2 separate regions of the Oryctolagus cuniculus genome follow, and region 2 is linked to region 1. The links are chromatin contacts, called in public Micro-C maps. All regions are on one chromosome and are shown on one strand. The core of a region is the stretch at or near the end of the contact, and the rest is flanking DNA. Distances in the headings are between cores, read along the strand shown. Region 1 overlaps LOC138849100 (a long non-coding RNA gene). Region 2 holds the start of ACKR3 (atypical chemokine receptor 3).

Region 1 (7,203 bases), core at 2,983-5,482:
CCCCTGGTTACTCTGCTGTCTGGTTTTCAAAACCGCGGCTTCAGCTGGGATGGTTGGTACCGTGGTGAGGGGGGTGGTTTCCGTCACCCCCTCACTGAGGGTCTGTTTCCCTGCTGCTTGTTCTACAGCGTGCAAAATCCCCTGCCACGTAGAGATGCTGGACACCAGGAGGGCAGAGCATCCCAGCTCAGAGCCGGCTGGAACAAAGGATGCGTCTGGTAATGATTTCATCGACCACATGTTGAAGTTACGCTGTGTTTGCACACATCGGGGCAAATCAAGGATATTATTCCGTTAGCTTTACTTTTCCTTGTTCCTCTGTTGCTTGTGCCTCCTAGGGAACAGGATTCCGTGTAGGACCCCCTTTAACTCAAGGCGTGAAGACATCTCTCTCGCTGCCAGCCTATAAGCCAAGCTTCTAGTGTTTGGTGCTCCTCTCAACCCATATTTGAAGGAATTTTTGAAGTTTGATTTTAGTTTGAATGAGACGTATGGTTGCACAGGTTTATGGAGAGCAGTGTGATGTTTTGATTCATGCATAGGCTGCTTATTAAAATGTATTTTAGTACCTGCTAGGACTACAGATAGCTTCTCTGGTAATGTTAGCTTTCCTGCTGTCTTTTGGAGGTTTAAGACAACCGTTCTCTCACATAAATTTCAATATTATTTTGCCAAATTCAGAACAAGACTATCTGGGTTATTCATCTGCATTTTTCTAGAAATTTCTTCCTTCCCTCTAATCGCTTGTCTTTTATGATCTTCTAGGAACTTGGTGGTTTAATTTAAATTTTACATACTTTTTGAAACTCACTTCTCCGTAGGTGATAGGTTCAGTATGGTTGTGAATGGGACATATATGGACATGCCATTGGTTTTTATGTATTTGTCTGTTGAAATCCTTTCATGAGCTGTTTTTAAATAATCATCTGCTTTCACTGTTCTGATCCTTGCCATAGGCACCCATTTGACCCTGTTCCCTGGGCTACGCCATGGGCGGTCCCCGGGACTTCCGAGCCTTCGTAATTAGTGATGGTGGCAGTGGCGTGGTTCCTGAAGACAAGCTGCCAGTTTTGCTTTCTGGAGTGTCGACCCTCTTACACGCGCCTGTGCCGTCTCTCAGCTTGGATGCTCTTCAAGGACGCCCGTTAGAAGGCACTTTTCCTTTCCAAGTAAAACAAGCTGTCTAGAAAACACAGCTTCCTTCTGGCTTTCCGTACCCCGCCCTCTATAAAATAAAACAAAGCCATTCTTGCTTTGGTTTTGAGACGTGTGGTAGCGTGCCAGGTTGTGAATGGTCCTTGGCACGCTACAGAACCGTGCATGGACAGAGAGAGAGAGACAGAGAGAGAGAGACAGAGAAACTCTTCCCTGGGCGGAGGGGCAGGAGGCACACATGAGGGTTAGGCTTGGTGTTAGGAGTAGAGATAGAATCAAGGTCAAGTTTAGGGAAACCAAGTCTAAATGTATTCATATACTGAATTTTCAAATTCTAAACTCTGCAATTCCACGGAGCGGCTTTGTGAAGCGACTGAATCCTCCACACATGCTCAAGTGCTGCCCTGCGCTCTGTTCTTTTTTTAAAATTTATTTTTATTTATTTGAAAGACAGAGTTACAGAGAGAGGTAGAGAGAGAGAGAGAGAGAGGTCTTCCATCTGCTGAGTCACTTCCCAGATGGCCGCAATGGCTAGAGCTGCACCGATCCGAAGCCAGGAGTTCCTTCCAGGTCTTCCAAATGGGTGCAGGGCCCAAGCACCTTGGCCATCTTCTACTGCTTCCCCAGGCCACAGCAGAGAGCTGGATCAGAAGAGGAGCAGCCGGGACTAGAACCGGCGCCCATATGGGATTCCAGCGCTTCAGGCCAGGGCTTTAACCTGCTGTGCCACAGTACCAGCCCCTACGCTCTGTTCTACAGCAACAGGCAAACAAGGGATGTGCTCAGGCCGGTCTGGAGGAAGCCGCAGCCTCAGGTCACCGATACAGTGAGCTCCGGGGGAAGCAGGTAACCCCAGCTCTGTCCTGAAGGCCAAGGCCCAAGAGACGGCCGCCTGTCATCAGCCAGACCACGGCTGCTGGGCCTTGAGAGGGAGGTGCACCCAGCCGCCTGCCTGTCCTCACTGTTTGCCGCCAGATGGGACAGAACAGGGCGATGGATGTGTCCCGGGGGCCTGTCCTGGACCCAGCCTGGGGTTGTCAGCTTTGTGTGTTCCTGGGGGCCTGTCCTAGACCCAGCCTGGGGTCGTCAGCTTTGTTCCTGGGCTACGAGCATTCTGAAAAGTTCTCCACTCATGACAAGTGCTGAGCACGGCTCATCAGGAACACAGGTCTGATGTGATGGGGGCGTTCCCAGATGCACCTGCCTTAGAGGGACGTCCTCGGAGTGGCCTCCTGTCCAGTGAGACGGAGTCTCTCCGCGTTGGCCAATGGCCCCCAGAATTGGAAGGGACGTTCTGTTAGTGCTGGTTCTAAGAAGTCATTCCTTGGGGCCGGCGCTGTGGTGCAGTAGGTTAACACACTGCCCTGAAGCGTCGGCATCCCATACGGGTGCTGGTTCAAGATCCGGCTGCTCCTCTTCCGATCCAGCTCTCTGCTGTGACCTGGGAAAGCAGTAGAAGATGGCCCAAGTCCTTGGGCCCCTGCAGCCATGTGGGAGACCCGTAAGAAGCTCCTGGCTCCTGGCTTCAGATCGGTGCAGCTCTGTCCATTGTAGCCATTTGGGAAGTGAACCAGTGGATGGAAGACCTCTCTCTCTGCCTCTCCTTCCCTCTGTGTAACTCTGACTTTCAAATAAATAAATGAATCTTTTAAAAAAGCGTCATTCCTGCCACTCCTCACGTGGCCTAGGGTGTCCCCCCTGCGGATCTCCTCACACCCCAGTTCTTCCAGAGTGGAGGCCGCCAGGCAGCCCCAGGGACTGGTGCTGGCCACAGCAGGGCTCCGAAGGACGGGATTTGTGCTGCGCTGGGCGGGTTGCTCCCTCCAAGAAGCAATGGCTGAAGCCTGGGAGGAGGGCTACGGGCTCGTCGAGGGCAAAGGCTGTGAAGGGAAAAGGAGGGCGCAGGACTGGCCAGCAGGGCAGCTTGCCGTGGGGCAGCTCTGGATTGAAGCGAGTCCTCTGTGGGCTGGAAGAGGACACAAGTGTGGCTCCGTCGCGGGCGGAAGCTGCCCCAGGGACAGCACGTCCTGAGGGCTGCTGGGCGCTGCTGTCCTCACTGGAAGCCTCCTGCTCTCCGCCCTCTTCTGGGCTTGCGGAGAAAGCTGAGCCCCACCTGCCCGCTGTGTCAGCCGCAGACATCGGACGGACAGGTGCAGGTGCCTGTGAGACAGGAGGGCGCCACGCTGCGCTACTGCAGGGTCGGTCCCGCAGCCTCTCCCCTATGCGGCCCCTCTCAGCAAGGAGACCCTGTAGCCCTCACCTGTGCTGGGAGAGGAGGCTGCAGGAAGACCCCTCCTCTGACCCCTGCTGGGGTGCCCCCCCAGAGCTGTTCCCGGGTGACCCCTGGGAGGTCAGGTTTAATTATCATTCCTGCCAGGTGCCATCTCTTCTGCGGTGCCCCTCACCCAGCTGATCCAAGACGAGATAAGGGAGGCACCAGGTCCGCTCAGCGAAGGGTAGTGAGTTCCTGGCTGGCGCATTCCTGCTCTGGTTTGCATTAGCGATGCAATTAAAGGGTTTACACAAGGGGGCCCTCCAAGGGCGGCTTTGCCACATGAAAGGGAGGAAAAGCTACTCCTAAAAGGGGGCGTGCCCGGCGCTGTTCTTGGCTGTTTTTCCCAGACCTTGGAGAGGCCACTGCTTTTCAAAGAAGAGGTCACTGGGGGAAGTCAGAGGCAGGCGGCACAAGACCCAGCTTCCCGGAGCGCCCCGCTCCCGCCCGCCGCCCACCCGCCCCTGCCTCCACGGCTCGCACAGGCTGGGAGACGGGAAGCAGGAGCGCGGTGCTGAGCCCTGCAGCCAGGACAGACGCCCTGGGCAGCTCCCCAGGCACTCCTGCCCCGTGACCGCGGCGGCTGCCACTGTGAGCACACTGGCAGGGCCCAGCTTGCAGGAGTGGACGTGGCCAGAAAGTCTTCCTGGGCCGCTGGCTGTAGCCACCCAGCCACAGCTCACTGCTCCCACCCCTCCTGCCTGGCCAGAGCCCCTCCCCACATCCACGTCTCCACCCACGACCTCACGGAGGGCCTGGCCAGTAAGGTTTTCGAGGGAGCCCCTTTGTGGTCCCCCCTCCTCTCCTTCTCAAGGGTGCCAGCTCCAAAGCCGTGCTGCGTGAATTCCCACCTGGCTGCGCCCCCACTGGTGTCACATGGTGCTCCCAGCTCCAGGTGGGTCTGCACTGGACAAACCCATCCCCAGGCACAGGGGTGGAGCAGGAGAGCGGGGCTTGGCCGATCAGAGAGTGCCCGGGCCAGCCCACAGGGGTTAGGGCTGCAGGGAGGAAGCTGCTGCTTTGGCGGCCCCTGCCACGTTGCCGTCCTAAGAGCGGGAAGTGGCCGACACGGGCACCGGGCAGCGCTGGGGAGTGGCAGAGTAGGACCAGACTCCCGCTCCCACCGCGGCTGAATGGCCGAAGCACCCCCGTGTTTCTTCTGCGGGGTGCGAGGGTAAGAGAGCCAGTATGAGCCAGCTGGACGATACTTGAGACCAAAGGCCCGGGGACAACAGCGCGAGCTGGGCGAGGCGTGTTGTGGACGGAAGCGTGACTCGGACGATGAGCCTCAGAGCACGCCTGGTCCACGTGGGCCTCCTGTCTCCCCCGGTGACGTGGAGCTGGGCCATGGCTCGCCAAGCCAGGCTCAGGCTGGATGCACAACCACTGACCCCAGCCCTCCCGACGCCTTCCGGTTCACACAGGGAGGCCAAGGCTCCGCCCCTTGAGGGTAGAACCGAGCCTGGCCTTTGTCTTCTTAAACTTCATGATGAGCTCAGAGCCTGGACGGCACAGATGGCTCTCTGGGCACCCAGCTGCTGGCTCCCTCCCCGGGAACAAGTGGCTCTTGGTGGAGTTCGCGGCCGGCGCTGCCTGCTGCCGTGGAGCTGGTGCTGATCTGGGCTCCGGGTTCTGGGCAGCCGCGTCGCTAGGAGACCCTGCCGGGAACAGGACCCTCCTCTCCCCCCACGCCCTCCCTCCGTGGCGTGCTGAGAGCTGCAAGGCTGGCCTCGGAGGCAGCGGAATCAAAGGAACCCTGGACGACAGAAGTCCCGCGGGCGCAGCAAGTGAGCAGCACCCGCAGCCCAGAGCTGATCCCGCACACCTTCCCGGGCTCCTTTCTCCTCTTTCAGAAGAAACGCTCAAGTGTAATTTACATGAAAGTGAACAAATCTTAAGAGCTCATCGTAATAATTTTCCACAAATTGAAAACACCTGTGAACGTGGCTCCAGGCTCAAGACACAGCCCCGGCAGTCCCCAGGGTCCTCTGGATCTCCTTCCAGCCCCTGCCTGCCCGGGGCCACGCTGACCCCATGCCCAGGGCCCTTTGCCTGCCCAGGGCCACGCTGACCCCGTGCCCAGGGCCCTTTGCCTGCCTGGGGCCCCCTCCCTGCCCAGGGCCATGCCATCCCCATGCCCAGGGCCCCCTGCCTGCCCAGGGCCCCCTGCCTGCCCAGGGCCACGCTGACCTGTGCCCAGGGCCCCCTGCCTGCCCAGGGCCCCCTGCCTGCCCGGGGCCACGCCGACCCCATGCCCAGGGCCCCCTGTCTGCCCAGGGCCCCCTGCCTGCCCAGAGCCATGCCAACCCCGTGCCCAGGGCCCCCTGCCTGCCCAGGGCCACGCTGACCTGTGCCCAGGGCCCCCTGCCTGCCCAGGGCCACTCCAACCCCGTGCCCAGGGCCCCCTGCCTGCCCAGGGCCCCCTGCCTGCCCAGGGCCACGCTGACCCGTGCCCAGGGCCCCCTGCCTGCCCAGGGCCACGCTGACCCGTGCCCAGGGCCCCCTGCCTGCCCAGGGCCAGGCCTCCCCGTGCCCAGGCACGCCTGCTTTGGTGTTCTGCTCTGGCTGGGAGCTGCTCCGCTCCCCAGGTCCGTCTCTGAGATTCCCCTGCACCACTGCAGGCGGCTGCCGTTCGTTCATTCTTGTATCTTAACGTGAATACGGCATTGCTGATAGTGCTTTAAATGCATGCCGATTGGCATTTTTAAAAGATTTGTTTATTATTTATTTGAAAGACAGAGTTACAGAGAAGCAGAGGCAGAGAGAGAGAGAGAGAGAGAGAGAGAGAGGTCTTCATCCACTGCTTCACTCCCCAGTTGGCTGCAACGGCCGGAGCTGTGCTGATCTGAAGTCAGGAGCCAGGGGCTTCCTCCAGGTCTCCCACGTGGGTGCAGGGCCCCAAGGACCTGGGCCATCTTCTACTGCTTTCCCAGGCCATAGCAGAGAGCTGGATCAGAAGTGGAGCAGCCGGGACTAGAACCGGCACCCATATAGGATGCTGGCACTGCAGGCGGTGGCTTTACCCACAACACTACAGCACCAGTCCCTCTGATTGTCATCCCTCTAATTGTCATTTAAATCTACCAAAACATAATTTCTAGTGTCTGTATTATATTGAATTCTATAGAAATACCCATTCATTTATCCATGCAAATATCACCAGACATTCTGATGGTTGCCAGGGTGCTGAGGGCAAGGATGTGTGTGTGAGTGTGTGAGTGTGTGAGTGAGAGAGTGTGTGTGAGTGTGTATGGGGGTGTGTGTGTATGAGTGGGTGGGTGGGGGTGTGAACGTGTATATGTGGGGGGTGGGGGCGTGGGTATGAGTGTGTGGGTGTGAATGTGTATGAGTGGGTGGGTGGGGGTGTGAATGTGTGCGTGTGTGTGTATGTGTGTGTATGTGTGAGTGGGTGTGTGCGGTGTTTGGGCCTGGTGGTGAAGACGCTGTTTAGACGCTCGTATCCCATGTCCAAGTATCTGGCTCCAGCTCCCGGCTCCAGATGCAGACCCTGGGAGCCAGCAGCGACGGCTCAGGTGATCGGGTTCCTGCCACACACGGGAGACCTCAGTCCACTGAGTCCCCTGGTCCTGGCTTTGACTGGTCCAGCCCCAGCCATCATGGACATGGTGGGGTGAGCCAGCAAATGGGAACATGCACTCTCCCTCCTCTCCCTCCTCTCTCTCTCTCTCCCTCCTCCCCCCTTCTCTCTCTGTCTCTCAAATGAAGAAAGAAAGAAAAAGAACAGAAGAGCAATTGTTGCCAGATTTCTTGGAAAG
Region 2 (7,203 bases), core at 3,384-5,883, 310 kb after region 1:
AAAGGGGAGATGAAAACCAGGAATGAGCTCAGCAGCTCGGGCAGGGAGGTCAGGCCTGGGTGCGTCCACGCAGAGCCATGGCTTTGGGGCAGAACAGGCCTTAAAGAATGGACAGTGATACAGAAAGTACTTGGGCTCTGGTGGCTGGGTGTGGGGCGGGCAGGCTCCCCCCAACAGCAGTGCAGATAAGATAAGACACCAGGCCCCCGGTGAGGGGCCCTCTGCCCTCCTTGGGCCCTGCAGGACCTCTGTCTACTGGCCACCTCCTTCCTGGTAGTCTGAGGCCTGCACCCCACAATGGCAGATGGAGGGCAAGTTCAGGGTCAGCCCTGGGCAGCCCCTTCTTCTGACACTCGCCATTCTGTGCACCTGCAGACAGAGGCCAGCGCAGGAGAAGGCGGGAGTTACTGGCTGCCTGTGGCTGGGAACAGAGTCCTCGGCCCCCTTCCGACTTCTCCAGGGATGTCATCCCCTGTGAGTCACCCTACAACAACTCAAGCCCTGGCTCTTCCCTTTGGCTGGCGTCAGGTCTTCGAGAGCGTGCCGTCAGAGTCAGCAGATCCGCGCGACCTCAGCAGCACCATTAGACTTGTTTTTATTTTTGTTTTGAATCCATCCTGAATTAAATCCATGCGGAAATCAACCAACCCAGCAGGCGGAGGGAGAAGCCAAGGGAGGCTCCGGCCCAGGCGGCTCTCTGTGGCCCTCGCCGGGATGGGAGCAGAATGGCAGCTCTGTCCCCTGGTGCCCCCCAAGCAAGAACCAGGCCTCATGGGTGACACGGTCTTCAGTGGCCTAAGCGGTCTTGCTTTCCCTAAGGAAGGAACTTCTCTGAGTTATTTGAGAACTCAAAAAAATCATGGCGGGGGGGGGGGGGGGTCATGCTCTGATGCAGGCGGGGCCCACCCAGTCCCAGAAGCCCTAGAGCCGCTTCGGGCTGACACTTGAGGGCGGCAGCCTTATCCACTGGCAAGTGTGTGGGGAAGAAAAACAAGTCCCACACCCAGAAACCCCACTGGGTCCGCCGAGCCGGGAAGAGCAAGGCTGTGGCGGCAGGAGCAGATCCAGGGGCCCCACCTGGCCAGGGTGGGGTCAGGGCTGGCCCGGGGCACTCAGACCCGACTCCCACGCAGCCTAGGACCCGGACAGGCAGCAGGCTGGGAGAATCCTCCACCCAGGGCTCCCCGCTTGGCGCAGGGGGATGCCCAGGACACTGCACAGCCAGGCTGCTCCTGGGAAAGCCAGGCCGGACACCTGCAGAGCTGTCGGTCACCATGGGAACAGCAGAAGATGCTGACAGTGCGGCCACACAGCCCTCAACACGCAGAGACCCCGCACTGCCCACCGGGGGCCCCTGTGTCCGTCCCTGGGCCAGCAGCAGCTCAAGGCCACTCCTTAGCCCCTTGTCCACCTGGAACCCAGCACTGACTGTGTGCAGACCCACTTGCGGCTCTGGAAAGCAGTCCCCATAGACAGAGGCAAGTCCACAGCCACCACAGCCACAAGGCAACAAGGGATTTTCTTCTACTCTAAGTGAGTGGCTGCTTGGAGACCAAAGTCTCCTGGCAGAAAAGCACCAAAAATTCAACATCAGGGACGGGACCCCACCTCCTTCCCGACCTGTCTTGTTGCACCCTGCTGGTTTTCATTGTAACAGAAAATACGGCTCCTGGAGCTGCCTGCTCCTTGGCTTTTCTGGACTTAAAAGTAGCTGACACACACAGACTGAATTCTTTCTAAATTACGGCTGAACGCACGCAACCCAATTAGAAGGCATTTGTACACGTTTCCTGGTCCTAATGGCAAAATGCAGCTTCCCGCTTGTCTAGTTTTAAGCACACACGCCTCCGGCCCCTGATTCCATCCCGTCCTGCAGAATCGCGGAGAGCGATCTCAAGTTGGGAAATCTCTGGGATCTGTTTCTTACTCCTGGTCACTCTCACGGTTTACAAAGTGGCCGCCCCGCAGCCCCATGTTGAAGTAACTGCAACCAACCTTCCCCCCACGCCCACTGGAAAACAGCGGCCCTCCGCCCGAACCCACCACACAAAAAGCCACTGTTCCTGATTAAGTAAGGGTTTTTGTTATTTTATTTTTTTTTCCGCCCAGAAAGCCTGCCCTTGGCCTCTCCCGGGCCTGATTAGAAGTCATCAGGCCTCCTGGCCTCTCCAAGGGCGACTCACGCACCTCCCCAGTCAGCTCCCTGTTGAGCACAAGCCTTGGAACTTTTTAAAGTTATGACTACAACGCATGCCCTTAAAAAAAAAAAAAAAAACCTGATGGACAGCCAAGGGCAGCCATTCCTCCACTTTTCCTTTGCGTTTCCACCCCGTCCTGTGCAGCCCGGCCCAGCCTCCCCGAGGCCGGAGGCTGTGGCATTGCACTCAGCTGCTGTGTGCACATTCAAGTGTTTACGGCACAAACCGGGGAAAACAGCACAAATCATTTCCAAGCGAGCCCCATGTGCAGCTCTGCTCCGAGCGAGGCTTTGCATCTGCAGAGGGCTCACAGTCTGATGAAAGAAAAGACAAGCAGTTTATCCATTTAAAATCTGCAGAGCCCTCGCAGCCCCCACTCTCCTTTCCAGCACGCCCATTTGATCTCCACATTTCCCTGGAATAAATACAGGGACACAAAGGCAGCATCTGTGTTTTGAAAGAAAAGAAAAAAGTTGTCACACGGAGACTCTGCAGGCTGAGGTTTCAGGGGACCTCACTGCCCCAAATACGTTCAAAGGACCCGAGCCATTCAAGGGGGCTCGCTCCCTCTCTGCAGACACGAATCGATCCTGTTCTAAGCAAATGAATAGAAAGGAAAGGAAAAGAAAGGAGAGAGAGAGAAAGAAAGAAGAGAGGAGAGCTAGGGAGAGAGACAGCCAGTCTGACTTTTACAACGTCTCATTGTCCTGGAAGTTACAAGCCTTGGCTAACAACCCATCCCTGATCTCACTCCAAAGTCCTCACTCGCAGTCGCCCCTCAAATCCACGGAAACACGTGCTCCACCTGGAGAGAGCGTATTTGAATTATAAAATACCCGACTTTGCTGTGCGCCCCCCCCCCTTCTTATTCTTCCAGCTGAAGCTGGCTCGGCTTAACACTTTCTGAGACAACAATAAATACTCAAATTAGATTAGCGAGGATGCAATCAAGAGGCAAGAAGACGGGGCTGTATTTAACTTCACATTTACAGCTTCCGGGCTTACCGGAGCTGGTAATCTCCAGGGGGACCCCCGGCACCCTCCCCAGCAAGGCAGGGTGGCTCCTGATAAAACACACTGCCCTTTCAGAAGCGGGCATTTACCCCCGGTTCTGTCTGCTTCCCAGCTGACAGGCCCGCAAGGAAGCCGGGAAGCAGCGTTGCCAAGCTAACCCCTTGCCAGCTCGGGGCAGGCAGAGGGGACGGTGGGCATTTTTGCAAAGCTCCCGTGCTCCCTGGTGAGTGACTATCACAGCCTCACATAAACTCCGCACTCCTAGATCCAACACACGCTCACACGCGCAAATTTCCGTCCCCAAGTGACGGAAGGAACAGCCCTTGGCTCCTGCGCTGCAGGGCGCACCCCCACCCCGCATCGGCAGAGTTTGCCATGCAGGCATGCGATGAGCAGCCAGCCTGGGCTTCCAGGCGCCAGCCGTGTGGACCCTCAGGCACTCGGCCCACCCGCGCCAGAGAAATCCTCTGGGCGGGCCCAGCAGCGGGAGCCCTGCCCGCCTCCCCTCCTGCCCCGGGGAGCCTGGCCTCCTCACCTCCGGGCTGGCTGGGCTCCGCCGTGTGCTGGCTCCCTCTGCGCAGAGCGGTTTCCTGCAACTGTGAGCTCTCTGCGGCGGACTCGCGTTTTATACGCTGCGGAAGGGCGCCTCTAGGTGGCAGCTTGCTAACTCTGGTCTAGGGCTCGCTCGCTCGCTCGCTCTCCCTCCCCTCCACACCCCCTTCCCTCTCCCGTAAGCCTCCCCCAGCCTGCTGTTTCCTGAACAAGCAAGCTCTCGGGAAACCCCAGCCTCCCCTCATTTGCAAAGCCTAATGAAGCCACAAGGTCCAGACCCCAGGGGGGGAAAGATGGCAGAAAAAAAAAAAAAAATACTGCAAAGAAACCCTGGTGCTTTGCAAAACCATCAGCCATTGATCTGGCCTCAGGTGTATCTTTAGCAATCCCATTAGCACCGCGGGAGTCCCCTGGCCGGCCCGAGACGGCGATGGCTGGGAACTTCTGAACCTCGCTGCTGACGGACAAGCCGGGTTTGGCTCCAATGCCTCCAAAGCGGAGCTCGCTCGCTCGGCCAGGGCGCCGCACCCTGACCCCAGAGTGGAGCACGCAGCCGCCAACGTCCACGTCCTTCCACCACTTGCATTTGTAAAGGACGTCAGGGCCAGAGCTCTGCAGGGCGATGCCCCGGGAGCCTGCCCGGTGCCAGACACGCCCCGGGGGGCCGCTCGGCGCGTCCCGATAGCGCCCTCCCCGCGCGGGAGCGAGCCCGTCTGCGGTTGTTGGCATTAGCCTTAGTGAGATCTACATCCTTATCGGCGCTGCGTGCGGGCCGGGGCAGGGGGCGCGTACACGGAGCTGCACTTGGGACGCACGGCCTCGCTCCACGCACGCGGTCCCCGCAGCCAGGCGCCCTGCGGCTCTCCCTTTTGCATGGACAGCAGCAGCAGGCTGCCAAATGCCGGGGCTGGGGTCGCGAGGCCAAAGTCTCCCGCGGCTGGAGGGCCTGGGTGTGGGGAGAGCACTTACAAAGGAAATATTTTGTTTAGACAAAAGCTTCGCATTTTTCTCGTGACCGAGGGCAGCCCAGGGCGGAGCCGCCGCCGGGGCAGGGAGGAGCGCACCTGCTCCCGGGGCCCTGGGGCGGGGGGGGGGGGGGCGCCGCGCGGGGGGCCGTGGCCGGGACAGAGGGGCTGCGCGGTCGCCTTTCCCCGCGCCAGGGAGCGAGTGACCCCCACCCCCGCCGACTTTCTGCCCCGTTCCCGTCTCCTGCTGCCGCGCGTCTGAGCTGGGTGTAGCCGATGGGTCCCTGTCCCCGGGGAGGGCGCCCTCAGACCCTGCAACCCGCAGCCCGCAGCCTGGGGCGAAATTCCAACGCGGCGCCGGCCCCGAGGCGCCTGGACCAAACTCTGGCGCCCAGGAAAGCCGCCTGGGCACCCGCGCGTTCTGAGCCCGGGTGCGGGGGTTGCCCCAGAGCGGGCAGGAGGGAGCGCCCACGCCCCCCGGCGGGATCCCCAGAGCCCGGAACGGACCTGCCCCCCAGCCCCCACCCAGTGCTCGGCTCCCAGCCCGGATTGCACCCAACCCCCAGGGCCTGAGCGCGCACCGGCCGCAAGGCGGCAGCCCGCATCCAACCGCGGCGCCGGGAGGATTCCGCCCCGCGGCCACAACCCTCCTGCAGCCCGACGCGCTCGGCCGGGGGCGGGGCTGCAGGGGTCCTCCCGAGGGCCTGGGCCGGCAAGCGCTGGCCGGAGCCAGTCCGGGGCTCGCCCGTGGAGCCGCACCGCGCCGGGGTTCCCCCGGGCCTTCCCCTGTCCTAGGGGCAAGGGAGCAGTAAGAAAGTACGAGTGCATTGTCCCTGGGCCTGCAGCCTCCGAGTTTTCTGCGGGATGCCCCTGCTTTTAGGGGCCTGTTGGGGGAAAGTGGTGCCTCCCGCTGCGGAGGCAAGCCTGTGCCCTGAGCCCCCAGCACGCCCGGCACTCCGAGTCCCCGGGGCATTCTGCCAGCCCCCAGTTCTCTGCCCAGAAGGGTTGGGAGGGGCTTTCAGACACTCCCCTTCCCTTCATTCTCTGTAATCTGCACCTGGGATTTCACGCCAGAATGAGCAGGCTGTGCCCTCCCCGCAGGATCTGCCTGCAGCTGTGGCGCTAGCAGGCTTAGAAGACTGAAATCCACAGTGCTTAGAAGAGCTGCGTCCCTGGGGGCAGAGCCCCAGCCCCACCCCAGCACAGCTCCAGTGCCGGTGACTGCAGACTGGCTCCGGAGCTGTCGTTTGGGCTGGGACTGGACATTCCCCGAATAGTAGTGTGGAGCCCCTTCTGTGCCGGAAGGGCCCTCAGGCAAAGGCAGGTGCTTATGAGTGCAGGTGTTGGAGCCCTGGGCGAAGCCGCCACTCGCAATGCCTGCACCCCATAGCGGGGTCCTGGCTGCTCCTCTTCCCACCCAGCTCCCCGCTAATGCACCTCAGACGGCTCAGGTGCTTGGGCCCCCACCACCTACAGGGAGCCCCTGGCTTTGGCCTGGCCCAGATCCAGCTGTTGCAGGCGTTTGGGGAGTGAACCAGCAGTTGGAAGATCTCTCTCTCTCTCTCTCTCTCCCCCTCTCTCCCTCTCTCCCTCTCTCCCTCTCCCTCTCTCCCTCTCCCTCTCTCCTCTCTGCATTTCGAATGAATAAATAAATCTCAAAAACAAAGCGACAGGCCCCATTCTCAAAGGGAGTGGCTGCCCTGGCTGGGCTCTGCCAGACATACCTGCCTGGGAACTCCGTGGTATCAGTCTACACAGCCAGCAGACGGCTTGACTCTTTGTGTATTAGGTTCCTATCTCTAGCAGTTATAACAGAACCTTCTGTACTCCCAGGTGCAGGTCAGGACGGAGTGCAAAGTCCCTCTCAGGTTCCAGAACACCTCATTCTCTTCCCACCGCCGTCCGCAGCCAGACGCCGGGGAGGGACACCACGCACTGTCTTCTGGAAGGGCTATAGCAGACGGTCCGAGCTGGGCGCAGCTTAGCCAGGCATCACTTACTGAGCCACGTGGAGTGTCCACTGCTCTCCCACCTGTCCGGCAAGTATGGGCTTCGCAGTCTTTCACTTCGTCTTCCCAGCAGCCGCGCGAGGCGTATTTCTGACTCCCTTTTGTAACCGAGGGGACCACGGCCCCGAGGGGGTGGGCAGGGAGTGAGCAGCGCTGTGGAGGCCCACGCAAGCCCACGCTTGCCCGGCCTGGTAGCAAATGCTCTTAAAAGGAAACGGAAAAGCCACCGAAAAACACGGGTGGGGGTGTCTGAAGCTGGATTCTCTAAACGCAGACCCCAAGCACCGAATTCAGAAAGAGCTGAGTTTAAGGAAATGCTCCCAGAAATTCGAAATCAACGCATGAGAACTCTCAGTGTGTTGAAAACCGATGGGCTTGTTTCCTGGACTCCATCCATGGTGTCTGTGAGTTTGGCGTAGGCCGCGTCTGAGTGCTGAGAGCCAGCCTCGTCCTCGGTGGTGACAA

What was found. Hi-C and Micro-C count contacts between places; a contact is called where the count stands out from the background.
Region 2: a Micro-C map of ear pinna shows a contact between it and region 1, with 1.7 times the contacts expected there. The contact joins the promoter of ACKR3 here to the enhancer-like site in region 1. A contact is called at or near these places in 2 of 6 Hi-C or Micro-C datasets (ear pinna and an unstated tissue).

Annotation. Positions count from the first base shown.
Region 1 is chr3:3,184,274-3,191,476 of mOryCun1.1, forward strand. It overlaps LOC138849100 (a long non-coding RNA gene), which reads left to right. Exons shown (of 2, transcript XR_011387524.1): 1 at 1-218; 2 at 957-1,259. Among named protein-coding and RNA genes, the nearest start is that of COPS8, 100 kb to the left of the region's middle. Within about 2 kb of position 4,233, at least 1 of the 8 cell types and tissues checked has an H3K27ac peak or open chromatin away from gene starts, as enhancers often do. A contact at or near this core is called in ear pinna, where this site is marked.
Region 2 is chr3:3,497,031-3,504,233 of mOryCun1.1, forward strand. ACKR3 (atypical chemokine receptor 3) reads right to left here and starts at 4,634. Exons shown (of 2, transcript XM_002723240.5): 1 at 3,748-4,634.